2 separate regions of the Mus musculus genome follow, and region 2 is linked to region 1. The links are chromatin contacts, called in public HiChIP or PLAC-seq maps. All regions are on one chromosome and are shown on one strand. Each heading gives the region's core, a stretch centred on a gene start, on an enhancer-like site or on the middle of the called end of the contact. The rest is flanking DNA. Distances are from core to core; before and after follow the strand shown.

Region 1 (5,116 bases), core at 2,296-4,795:
AGGCAGCAGACTGTCATGAGATCTTGAATTCTCTAGATAGCAGAAGCTTAGGGACCCGAGACCCTACAAAGTGACACATGACTGCTCCAGGAAGGGCTCTGGTCTGACCTTTGTGTCAACAACAACAAGAAGGAGAACAGTGCACCCTGACACGGACACTTTGTACTGGGTACTTTACCCCTGTAAGGTCGTTAGCTTTTGTGTCAAGAGAGCTTGCTAAGAGCATCACCATTTTGCTGGTAAGAGAGCCAAGGCTCAAGACATTAAGGATCTTCTCAAAGCCAGCCCAAGCCTGATGGTGGCAATAGCCATCCACCTTCTGCTCTGTGTCAGCCCCTCTTTAGTCACCTGGTGCCCTGACTCACCCATCCCTCATGGCAGCCCGGGGGCAGCATAGCCACTTACAGAGGACCCGAGATGCGGCTATACAATAAGCAAGGCACACCCAGAAATAGAGGTTCAGTGGGCTGACTTGCGTTTACTTGCACTGCCGCAGGGCTACAGGGTATAAACACCAGGAAAACCTGCCATGTGGGATGGGGTAGCTCTATCCACTGATGCTTGGGGATCCTGGCTACCTGCCAGCCAAATGGGGGTGCCCCACTGAGAATAAAGTTGAGGACACACAAGACATGTAGACCCAACCACTGGCTGGCTCTTCTGGGCTCCATGGTCTATACAGACCTTCTGAAAAAAAAAAAAAATCACTAAGCCTGGGGTGATGGGAGAGGCTGCTACCCTCCCCCCTTTCCCAGCCAGAGCTGTGTGAGTTAATCCCAGAGAGAAGACACATTAGTCTGGGAGAATTGGTCCCAGCCTGCTCTGCTGAGTCAGCAGGAAGTACAGCAGCGCCATCAGCTACGTGAGCCCCTGCACACCACCAGACAGCAGGCTCTCTGCCACCCCAGTGCAGGGCCCCATCACTGGCATGCCTCACATGCCTCTTCGCTGCCGATCTCTCCCGTGCAGTACTCTCCCCTCCCGTGTGAGCTGCCTTCTCTGTCCACATTCCCAGGATCAGCTCTGTTTCTCCTCAACGGGCCCACACCCAGCCCCCAGAAAGCAGACGTCTCTAATGCACAGAGATGGAATGTTGCCAGGATGCAGCAAGTGGGCAGCCAGGAAGGTGATAAGATGTCCCCATGTTCTGTGTACCACCAGCTCAACAGGGGAGCTGTGGTCACTACCAGTCTCTGAGTATTTGCCACCATGCTGGGGTCCCCATCTCTGTCTCCAGGCTCTCTGTCACCCCCACTACTACAATGGCCACCCACCCCACCACAGCAAGCTCACCCTTGGCACAGACACCACCACCACGATCACGCTCATTGATGTCCTTTTCTTTTTCTTTCTTTCTTTCTTTTTTTTTTTTTTTTTTGTTTGGTTTTTTTTTTTTTTTTTTTTTTTGGTTGTTGTTGTTCTTTGTTTTGTTTGTTTTGTTTTGTTTTGTTGTTTGTTTGTTTTTCGAGGCAGGGTTTCTCTGTATAGCCCTGGCTGTCCTGGAACTCACTCTGTAGACCAGGCTGGCCTCAAACTCAGAAATCTGCCTGCCTCTGCCTCCCAAGTGCTGGGATTAAAGGCATGCACCACCACCGCCCGGCTGACATCCTTTTCTGTTGCTGTGATAAAACATATGGGATGGGGTAATTTTGGAAATACAGGTTTATTAGGGTCCAGTTCTGGAGGCTTTGTCCAAGGTACTGCTTGCTGACTACAGGTCATCTGGGGAGAGCCTTCTTACCGTATCATGGCACAGCAAGACTCGTGTTAGCATGGGCTGGGGCAGAGACCATCTTCATGCAACCCAGGCTGCTCTCAAACATACCATGTAGCCAAAGTTAGACATGAATTCATGATCCCCCTGTATCCTCCACATCCTAACCCACACCCCTATCACCGTGTATCCCTCTTTGCCTCCACACTCTAATGGCCAGGAGCACAGCTGTGCATTCCTATGCCTGCAGACCACGTTCTCTTCTTATTAACCTGCAGTGGCACTCTGAGACTCTGCTCTCCCAACATTATTCATTCCTACTAGCCTCCCATAGGTCTCAGCTCCAAATACTACTGATATTTTTTCACAATTTAGCCCTCAATACACGAACATTTGGGGCATATACCCCAGCCAGGGAAGTCACAAAGACAACCAACACCATCCAAAACATTGCCACCAGCTCTGCCACCACCGTGTCTATGAAGGCAGAGTGTCCCTAAGATCATTTGAGTCAACATCATCACTTTCTTTACCCCCAAACCCCCCATCCCAGCACTGTCATCTTAGCGCCCAAATGTGACAGTTATCCACCAGCCCACCATTGTCCTTACACTGTGACCAGCACTGACATCATTGTGCCTACTGCTTTCATCATCACCACTGTGACACTAGCCACCACCATCATCACCATAAGCTACTGCCCCCAGCCAAAGCCAATACTGTGTTGCCATAACTACGATCAACATTAGCATCCTATGGCCATCACCTACCAGCTATTTGAGAAACCTGCTGTTTGTCTCTGCCTAATTCTCTGCAGAATAGAAAACAGTGGGTAGGCAAATGTCAAGTTCTACTTGTTGTCCTGGCTCCCCACAATGGCATGGACTCTTGCTTCCCATTAACAGCTGCTTCAGAATAGACTAAGCGATTCACTGGGGAACAGCCATACATGCCTGGAAAGCATGGGAGTGATTTTGGAAACTACCTCTCCCTGCTTAAGAAATCAAGAAGTTAGCTCCACTGGCAGAGCTGCAGACCCTTCCGTCCTCCTCCATACATGCTGGGCCATTCCAGATATCTCAAACCCTCCAATGTATGCTTGCCTTTGCTCCTCAAATCTTAAGTTCCTTTAGAGCAGAACCATTCATGAAAAGAACATTGCCCGAGAGCCAAAGCCCTGGGTCCCAGCTTTGCTCCCAAGCTAATCTCTGAATGGCCTTGAGAAACACTCCTCTCCCCATCACAGGCCACAGGAATAGATCTAATTCGGGTGCTATACAGACTATTTTGGATCTGAGACACTTCCTGGCAGGACTGAGCCCTTGTTTCCAGAAGGTTCTTTTGGAGTAGAAGACCCAGCAGTGTCAAGTGTGCTTGGCTCCCGTTCCGTGAGCCTTGTCTCTTGAAGTCATCATCTGCCAGGAAGAGCTGTGTGACCTCATAGCTCCTGTCCTCCAGGCACAGCGGAGTCTGAAGGGTTAAGCCAGCCAGGGCTTGTGAGCAACTAACTTCAGATGAAAGGTTGCACCAGAGAACAGTCATGTGGCTGTTGTGGTTGGCAGGTCAGGGGCAGTGGGACCAGGCTAGGTCCCGAAGGAAACCCCCTCCTGGTCTCACCAGAACAAAGTGGTGTTTTGCAAAAATGCCATTGTTCTTGGCTAAGTCTTTCCCATCCCAGCATAAACCAGGAAGCGGGGCTTCCTTTCTCGGGCGAGACCCTTATGTCCCCCACCAGTGGGGGTGGAGGGAGAACAGAGCTTTCCTTAGCTTGAGTGGTCTGCCTGTGCTCCAGCCGAAGAGCAGAGGCTGCTGCCTGACTAAAACCAAAGCTCTCCATGCCGGGGTGTTTGTGTGTGTGTGTGCGCGCGCACGCACACGCACGCGCACATGCACGAGCATGCTTTCTGCATAAGGAAAGAGGGTTACCTAGTCCAGTCTCTTGTCTCCAAAAAGGACTCCATACACAGGCCAAGACGTGAGAAATACCACTGCCATCATCTCTCACCTCTTTGTCTCCTGCTGTCTGTCCCTCACACATACCGGTCATGTCTGCCTGTGGCCTCCTACGTGCTGGAACTCTCCCCCGCCCTTTGCCTGGGGGCTCCTTGTGGTCTTTCAGGGGTCTGTTCTAACCTTGCTGAAGCAGTAAACAATTTGGTTTCTTGTTCAGTCTCTTCTTTCCTGACCTCTGCCAGATCCACAAGAAGAGATAAAAGAACCGTGTCTGTCACTCACCACCATATCCCCAGCATCTGGACATGTGTGTGTGTGTGTGTGTGTGTGTGTGTGTGTGTTTGTGGTGTATTTGTGGGGTGTATATGTGTCTGTGCGTGTGCCTGTGTGTGTGTGTGTATGTGGTGAATTTGTAGAGTGGGGGAGTGTATTTGTGTGGGGGTGTATGTATGTGTGTGTGTGTATGGTGTGATGTATTTGTGTGTGTGATATGAATGTATATGTGTGTGGTGTGTTTGTGGTGTGTGTGTGGGTATAGTGTGGTGTATGTGTGTATATATATGGTGTGGTGTGTGTGTGGTATATATGGTGTGTGTGGTGCATGTGTATATATGTGTATTTGTGGTATACTTGTGGTATGATGTGGTATAGGGGTTTGATGCATAGCATGTGTGTGGTATGTGTATATGGTGTATGTGTGTGCAGTGTATGGTGTGTGTATGTGTGTATAATGTATGTCGTGTATGTGTATGTGGTGTGGTATATATGGTGTATGTATGTGTGTGCGTGGTATGTGTGTGGTGTGTGTGTGCTGTGTACAGAGTATGGGGTAGGTGGTCATATGAGTTTGTGTGTTTATGTGTGTGTCCAGTTCATACTGGGTAGGGCAAACAAGGCACAGTCTCCAAGCAAAGAAAATCCTTTCTTCCACACTCAGATTAGAACAGTCTCAGATTTGAGCATCCAGATAATCCATTTCCAAAATGGGAAACTGAGGCTTAGAGCCTAGAAGGGGGCCCAGGCCTGGTTAGTACTGACAAAGAAGAGCTGAGCTAGCTGCAAGTCCTGGCACCAGCACTTCTGAACAAGTCGCATCACCTGGTTTCCAAGCCAAGGCACAGCCTGCTCTGATCCTCTTCACACACAAGACTCAGCACATCCAGGCTCCCATTACTGGATCACCCCAGCACTCCCCTACTGCCTCAATCGGCAGACTGGGGAGGGGGTGCACATGCAGTAACACTCAGGCATCTGGAGTGACCCAAAGAACACAGAGCCCAGCTTTCCTCCCTCTTAACAGCTTTGTGTGAATGTAAAAAGTGAAGAGGCAACTAATAATGTTTCTTTATATGACCTCAAAAAAATCAAAACCAAAACTAAACTTTAAAAACCTGTCAAGCGCCGGGCGTGGTGGAGCACGACTTTAATCCCAGCACTCGGGAGGCAGAG
Region 2 (5,465 bases), core at 2,030-4,529, 100 kb after region 1:
GGCTACATAGCAAGTCTGAGGCCAGTGTGGTCTACATAAGACCCTGTTTCCAAAATGCTAGTATAGAATATAGGACCCAGAAACGGCAACTTCACAAGGTGGAGGGAAGATCTGAGGTCTTGAAGGATGAGGGTCTTTGTCAAGCTTGTTCTCCACTGTCCTTGTAAGGGCAGTGCTTGTCATAGTAATAGGCTCACACTCCAGTAAAGGAGCAGAGACCCAGTCTAAACTGGACTGCTGAAATAGCAGTGGTGGCTTTGTGGCTGCAAAGAGCAGTTAGATGTGCAGTGTGTGAAGATGTCTCCTTGCATTAGTTTGAAGAGAGGAAGGGAGAGAGAGTAGACTTGGTAGGTAGAGAAGAGAGAAGTCCTAATGGCTGGATGGCTTGCCTAAGGTTGCTGTTTGTGTTGGGATTTTTTATATTATTATTATCATTCCAGATTCCTTTTAGAAACATGTTGTAAGGCATCAGTAGAGGAGAGGAGAAAGCTAAGGAGGTAGGTTAGGCAGTCCTTAGGAGGCAGCTGTTGGGCAGGAGCCTGGGAGACTGGGGGGTAGGAGGTGGGGGCAAGCAAAGCTGGAATGGGTTTGTCTGATGTGGAGACTTCCTAGCTAGTAAGAAACGGTGGGAGGCCAGTGCTGGGGTGAAGGTGGCCAGACCTGCTGCTCGCTGTGTCTGAGGACAGGTAAACGAGTGAGTTGCATGTATGAGAGCAGCCATTCTCTCAATACTCATAAGAGACCTGTCCAAAAGGACAGGAGCCAGACTTGAGAATGACCGTGATGGAGTGACATTCCTGAGCCAAACGCAGCGGTGTTAGTCTGTCCATTTCTGCGCTTTGCAGACACTTCTCACAAGCCTGGCTGGGTTTTTCCATTTATCATGAGGAGAGGATGAAAGTAGCAAGGGTAGGACATGGACATGCGACCCAGCTAGTATAGTGCAGAGTGGACCCATTGCCCAAGGAAGGCGCCATTCAATTCTGCCAGCATTGGCAACCAACAAGCACTTACTTACCCAGCATCCCGCCTGTCAGACCCCGCCCTCTGCAGCAAGGAGATAGGGCTGCGAACTCAACACAGTCTCCTAAGGTCACCCCATCTAGAGGGGATGGTGGGGGAGACTTCTAGGAGGAGAGTGGGTGGGAATCTGTGATGGGTCGGTTCAGGACCCTCACATCCCCCATGTGTACTGAAATCTGGACAGTCAAGACCTCACAGGGAATGTAGCACAGCGCTGCCCGAGCCCGTGCACAGCCCTCCTCACACTGTGTCTTCCCACATCACCTGCATCAGAGACCAGGGAAGCCCTGTGGTCAGAAGTTGCTGGACTTGCTGCATTGTTTAGGGATTAAAGACAAAACAGTTTGTCCGTGGTCAGTACAGATGCAGTTCTCTTACAAATATTTGTGTTCCCCAGCCGGTCGAACCGATTTGAAAAGAGCAGAGGGTTAGGGGAGGGCAGCAGCAGAAAGACATGAGGATTTGGCAGCCCATTCATACCTGGAGGGGGAGAGTGATCCCGCAGCAAGGAGGTCAGATGCCTAGGCAAAAAGTGTCATGGAAGGGGCTCTCTGATGTGGACTCTGTCTATCCACACTGGGTACTTTTGTCTGTTCTGAGTACTTCTCTGAGGGAGTGAGGCTAGGTGGCCCATCTCTCAAAGCAGCTTTGCCCACAGTGAGAAGACATTCACTGGGAATTTGTTCTTTGCCATAAAACAGGCCTGAAAGGCTTCTGCCGGAAGCGGTAATTAATCATGATATTATCTTAAATGTTTATATTGCACCTGCCCTCAAATTACCTCCTCTCCCTGCACCTTGTAAACCTGGCACACAGACTAGACTGTCTTTCTTTCGTGGCTGAGGAAAGCAAGGTTGGCTGGCAAGTGAAGGGCTGAGCTGGGGTGGGAGGGGAGGAATAGGGGAGCCTGGCCACTGGGAGGCAGCAAGTGACAGTGACACCCAAATACCACCCTGGGCTGACCTACACTTGATGAGGGGTAGGACCAAGCACCCTGGAGAAAGGCATTTCTGGAACCCAGAGGCTGCTGGGAGGAGCCTGATGTTAGCTCAGCCCTTCTTATTTGACAAGGGAGGATCCTGGTGTGCAGAGGAAGTGAGGCCTTGCCCTAAGTGACCTGGCCTGGCCAGTGACAGAAATAACCTCAGTTGAGAACCTGCCTCCCACCCCTAGCCCAGCACCTCTGGGGCTGAGCTACTCTAAGCTCGAGACCAGCCTCTTATCTCTCTGGGGATGCCAACAGCCATAGTGCTGTCCACCACACAAACCCTTACAGCTTTCTTTTTCTCCTCTAGGTATTCTAAGTGCCTTAAAGGTGGTCCTTCAGTTGTTCTCATGATAACCTCGCTAAGTAGGCCCCATAACCTCCATTTTGTAAGAAAGAAGCACAGAGATGTGATGAAACTACACCAAGGACACACAGCTAGCACAGAGCAGAGCTGGAGTTTAAATCCAGGGGGTCTGGTTCTGTTGTATGCTCTGTGCTCAACCTTTGGGAGACAGGCACTGAGCAATGGGGGTGGATTTTCTCTTTCTCTTTCTCTTCTTCCCCTCTCTCTCCCTCTTACTGTCCCCCTTCCCCTCCCTCTCCCTCGTGTCCTTCCCTCTCCCTGCCTCTCCCTCTCCTTCCCTCTCCCTCTCCTTTCTTTCTTCCCCTACTTCTGTCCCTGGACCCTTGCTCACACTTGTTGCACTGCTGGCCCACTCCCACTGTGCTGAGCTCAGAGCTGAGTCAAGTCCGGTCATGTACAGATCTATCTCAAGAACTTCCCACACAATAGTTACGCAATTCCTCACGCCGTCACAGCCCGTCATTGCAAGCCCCCCCTTGTTCCCTGCACCCAGCAGCAGTGACACTCAAATCAGACCATGTTGAAGTCTGCTCTTGATCATAGTGTCTTCTAGTCAGCTGTTCAAAGACCGCAATAGAAACATGGACGGGCACAGTAGGGCAGAGGTGGCAGTTGGCCCTAATGATGTTTTTCAACCTTAGCACCACGGGTACTTTGCACTGGACAGCCCTTTGGTATTTATTGTGATGGGCTGTCCTGTATTCAGTAGTAGGATGCCAGCAGCCAGTGTGACCGCAGGCACTGTAGACATACTTTGATGGAGGAGGGGTGCTGGCCAGGGGAACTTCCCAGAGGGGAACTGCATTCCCTGAAAGGTGATCAAATAGAAGGAAAGAGCAGTCTGAGATGTGGGTGTTACTGTCTGCCCAGAGGATATGAGTCAGAGTGCTGCTGAAGAAACTCTTCATCCTGAGGGCTGAGGTGGCCCTGGCTGCTGGGCTGCCACAGTGAGGTGAAGCTCTCTCTGTGTCTGTGTGAGAAGCCCCTCCAGGCTGTAGAGCAGGGAAGGGACCCACTAGCCAGGGCAGAGAGGCCTGTCCTTGGTGAGGAAGAAGACCAATTCTAGACTCTGAAGCATCCTTCACTGCTGCTGCTGCTCTCAGCTTTAACCTGAGCCTCTTCCTTTAGGTTTCAGAGGGGGCTCTGGAGATGCAGCGGGTGGGACTGTCCAGCCCCACCTGCAACATCTGGCCCTGGGTTCATAGCTGACTCTCAGGTGTGGTTGCACTGTTATAGAGACATCTGAGCTCTGGGCTGAGCTGAGGGAAAGAGGTTCAGGGGCCTAGCAAAGATGAGAGGCTGGGAGTACGGGTCAAGACCAGACTGAGAGACAGCTGGACAATTTGACCCTTTCCTCCTTGTAAGAGAGAGGGAAGATGGTGGGCCTATAAGAAGGGCCATATCCCCACAGAACATGGGGGAAGAGCTGAGGGGATCACTCTGGGATGGGAGAGAAGATTCAGGCCCGGAAGCAGAATATCCAAGGATAGGTACTGGGAGGAGCCAGAGGTCCCCAAACACAGCTCTGCCGCAGTCTCAAATCCTGGGTCAGTTCAGCAGGGTGGCCAGGCTAGCCAGCACCCCATGTGGCCTGTAAGCCTTTCACATGTTGAAAGGGTTGAAAGAAAAGCAAGTGACAGAGGCTGTATGTGGCTTCAGACTTAGCCTTCCTATGAATGTTTCCTCACATGGCTCTGGGTCACTCACCCTTCCTGAGGTGGGGGAGCCACTTATCAAAAACCCAAGAGCCCAGGGCTTCTGCTCTCGGGGGCCACAGAACCTTAGGGTTTCTGAGTCAAGCCCTAGTTCCCTCAGGTTCTTCTTGCCCCATATAGCTTACATAGCCCCTGGCAATGTAAGCCGGGAACCCTATCTCAGTGCTCCCCTGTGGTTTAGGGTTTTTGGTTTTTGTTTTTAATTTTGATTGTTTTTGCTGCTCTGAGGCTTGAGCAGAGGTCCTGGTGTGCTAAGTGGTCACACCTTAGGTCACACCTTAGATCCCCTCCCTCTTGCTTCTCTCTGAAAGGTGGCTTCTCTCCTGGGGAGCACAAATGGCATCAATAACGCCTTATTCTGTGAGCAGGCTACGTGTTCTGCCTCACATCCCTTTACAGACACCACCCTGCCACCACAGAGAGGAAGTGCTCACTTCCTCTGTAGAGAGCAGGCATCGCACACACAGTTGCCTGGGTCTTAGGATTTCCAAGAAGCTCTTGGGCATGTGCAGGTCCCCCGCCTCACTAAGGGAACAGGTAGTGTGGAGTAGCTCTTTTTTGCAAGCTGTCCCAGCCCAGGGACCTCAGCTGCACAGAGCCAACGCACTTCCCATGAGTGTGGTCAAGGAAGCCCGAGTACCCTCTGCACTAACAGAGCATCTCTAAGATGTCAGCCCTCGTGACAGGCCAACTCCACAACAGATCTTTCAACTGATTAGCTCTTTCCCTATCTCATCAGCATGAACCCAGGAAGAAATGGTTTCACGTTTTATTTTTGTTTTGTTATTTTACATTTGGAGGGCGTTTTGCCTGCATACATGTCGGCACCACGTGCTCATGGAGGCTCAAAAAGAGCATGAGGTCCCTAGACTTGGGATTGCAGGTGGCTGTGAGCTGCCATTGGGTGCTGGGAACAGAATCTGCAAGAGATGTCAGGTTGCATCACAGCTCCAGCCCAGTGGTTCTACACTGTAAAAGGATTCTCTGAAAAGCAAGTGCGAGCCATGTGTGGCTCCAGCCCTTCCCAGGAGGCCTGTTGAACCCAGACTGTCGCCTCTAACTGGTCTAGGTCAGTTTGCTTCAGATGTTCCCTACAAGGAAGAGTGGAGGACTGTGCTAGTTCATTACCCATGTAAAGGCATTGCTTTGGGGGTGAAAGACTGCAACAGAACACAGAACACAGGAGGGACCTAGGACAGATGCCACACAGCACAGGAGACTGGTGGGAAGGCACATTCAGCAGACCTGGGACGTTTGGGTTGGGCACAGTGGCAGCGTCAGGGATAACATTTGGGCTTGTGATTGGCACAAGGGGTAGGACAGGCAGCTACCGCTGGGATCCTATGAGGGGAGTAGTCAGCAGGCATTCTGTCCC

The links. HiChIP or PLAC-seq counts read pairs in DNA pulled down with a chosen protein or histone mark.
Region 2: an H3K27ac HiChIP or PLAC-seq map of trophoblast stem cells shows a contact between it and region 1, with 19 read pairs. The contact joins two enhancer-like sites. A contact is called at or near these places in 5 of 39 promoter capture datasets (the 3T3-L1 cell line, embryonic stem cells, fetal liver and 1 more), 1 of 15 datasets of contacts at CTCF or cohesin (the NIH/3T3 cell line), 16 of 484 Hi-C or Micro-C datasets (the 3T3-L1 cell line, CD8 T cells, the G1E-ER4 cell line and 9 more), 20 of 115 datasets of contacts at active chromatin or transcription factors (the HPC-7 cell line, bone marrow-derived dendritic cells, bone marrow-derived macrophages and 14 more) and 1 of 9 other capture datasets (embryonic stem cells).

Annotation. Positions count from the first base shown.
Region 1 is chr4:119,018,741-119,023,856 of GRCm38.p6, forward strand. No RefSeq gene overlaps it. Among named protein-coding and RNA genes, the nearest start is that of Gm12865, 23 kb to the left of the region's middle. RefSeq lists an enhancer at 411-1,336. Within about 2 kb of position 3,546, at least 25 of the 459 cell types and tissues checked have an H3K27ac peak or open chromatin away from gene starts, as enhancers often do. A contact at or near this core is called in trophoblast stem cells, where this site is marked.
Region 2 is chr4:119,122,897-119,128,361 of GRCm38.p6, forward strand. All of the region lies in intron 2 of Slc2a1 (solute carrier family 2 (facilitated glucose transporter), member 1), which reads left to right. Among named protein-coding and RNA genes, the nearest start is that of Gm12867, 6.5 kb to the right of the region's middle. Within about 2 kb of position 3,280, at least 233 of the 459 cell types and tissues checked have an H3K27ac peak or open chromatin away from gene starts, as enhancers often do. A contact at or near this core is called in trophoblast stem cells, where this site is marked.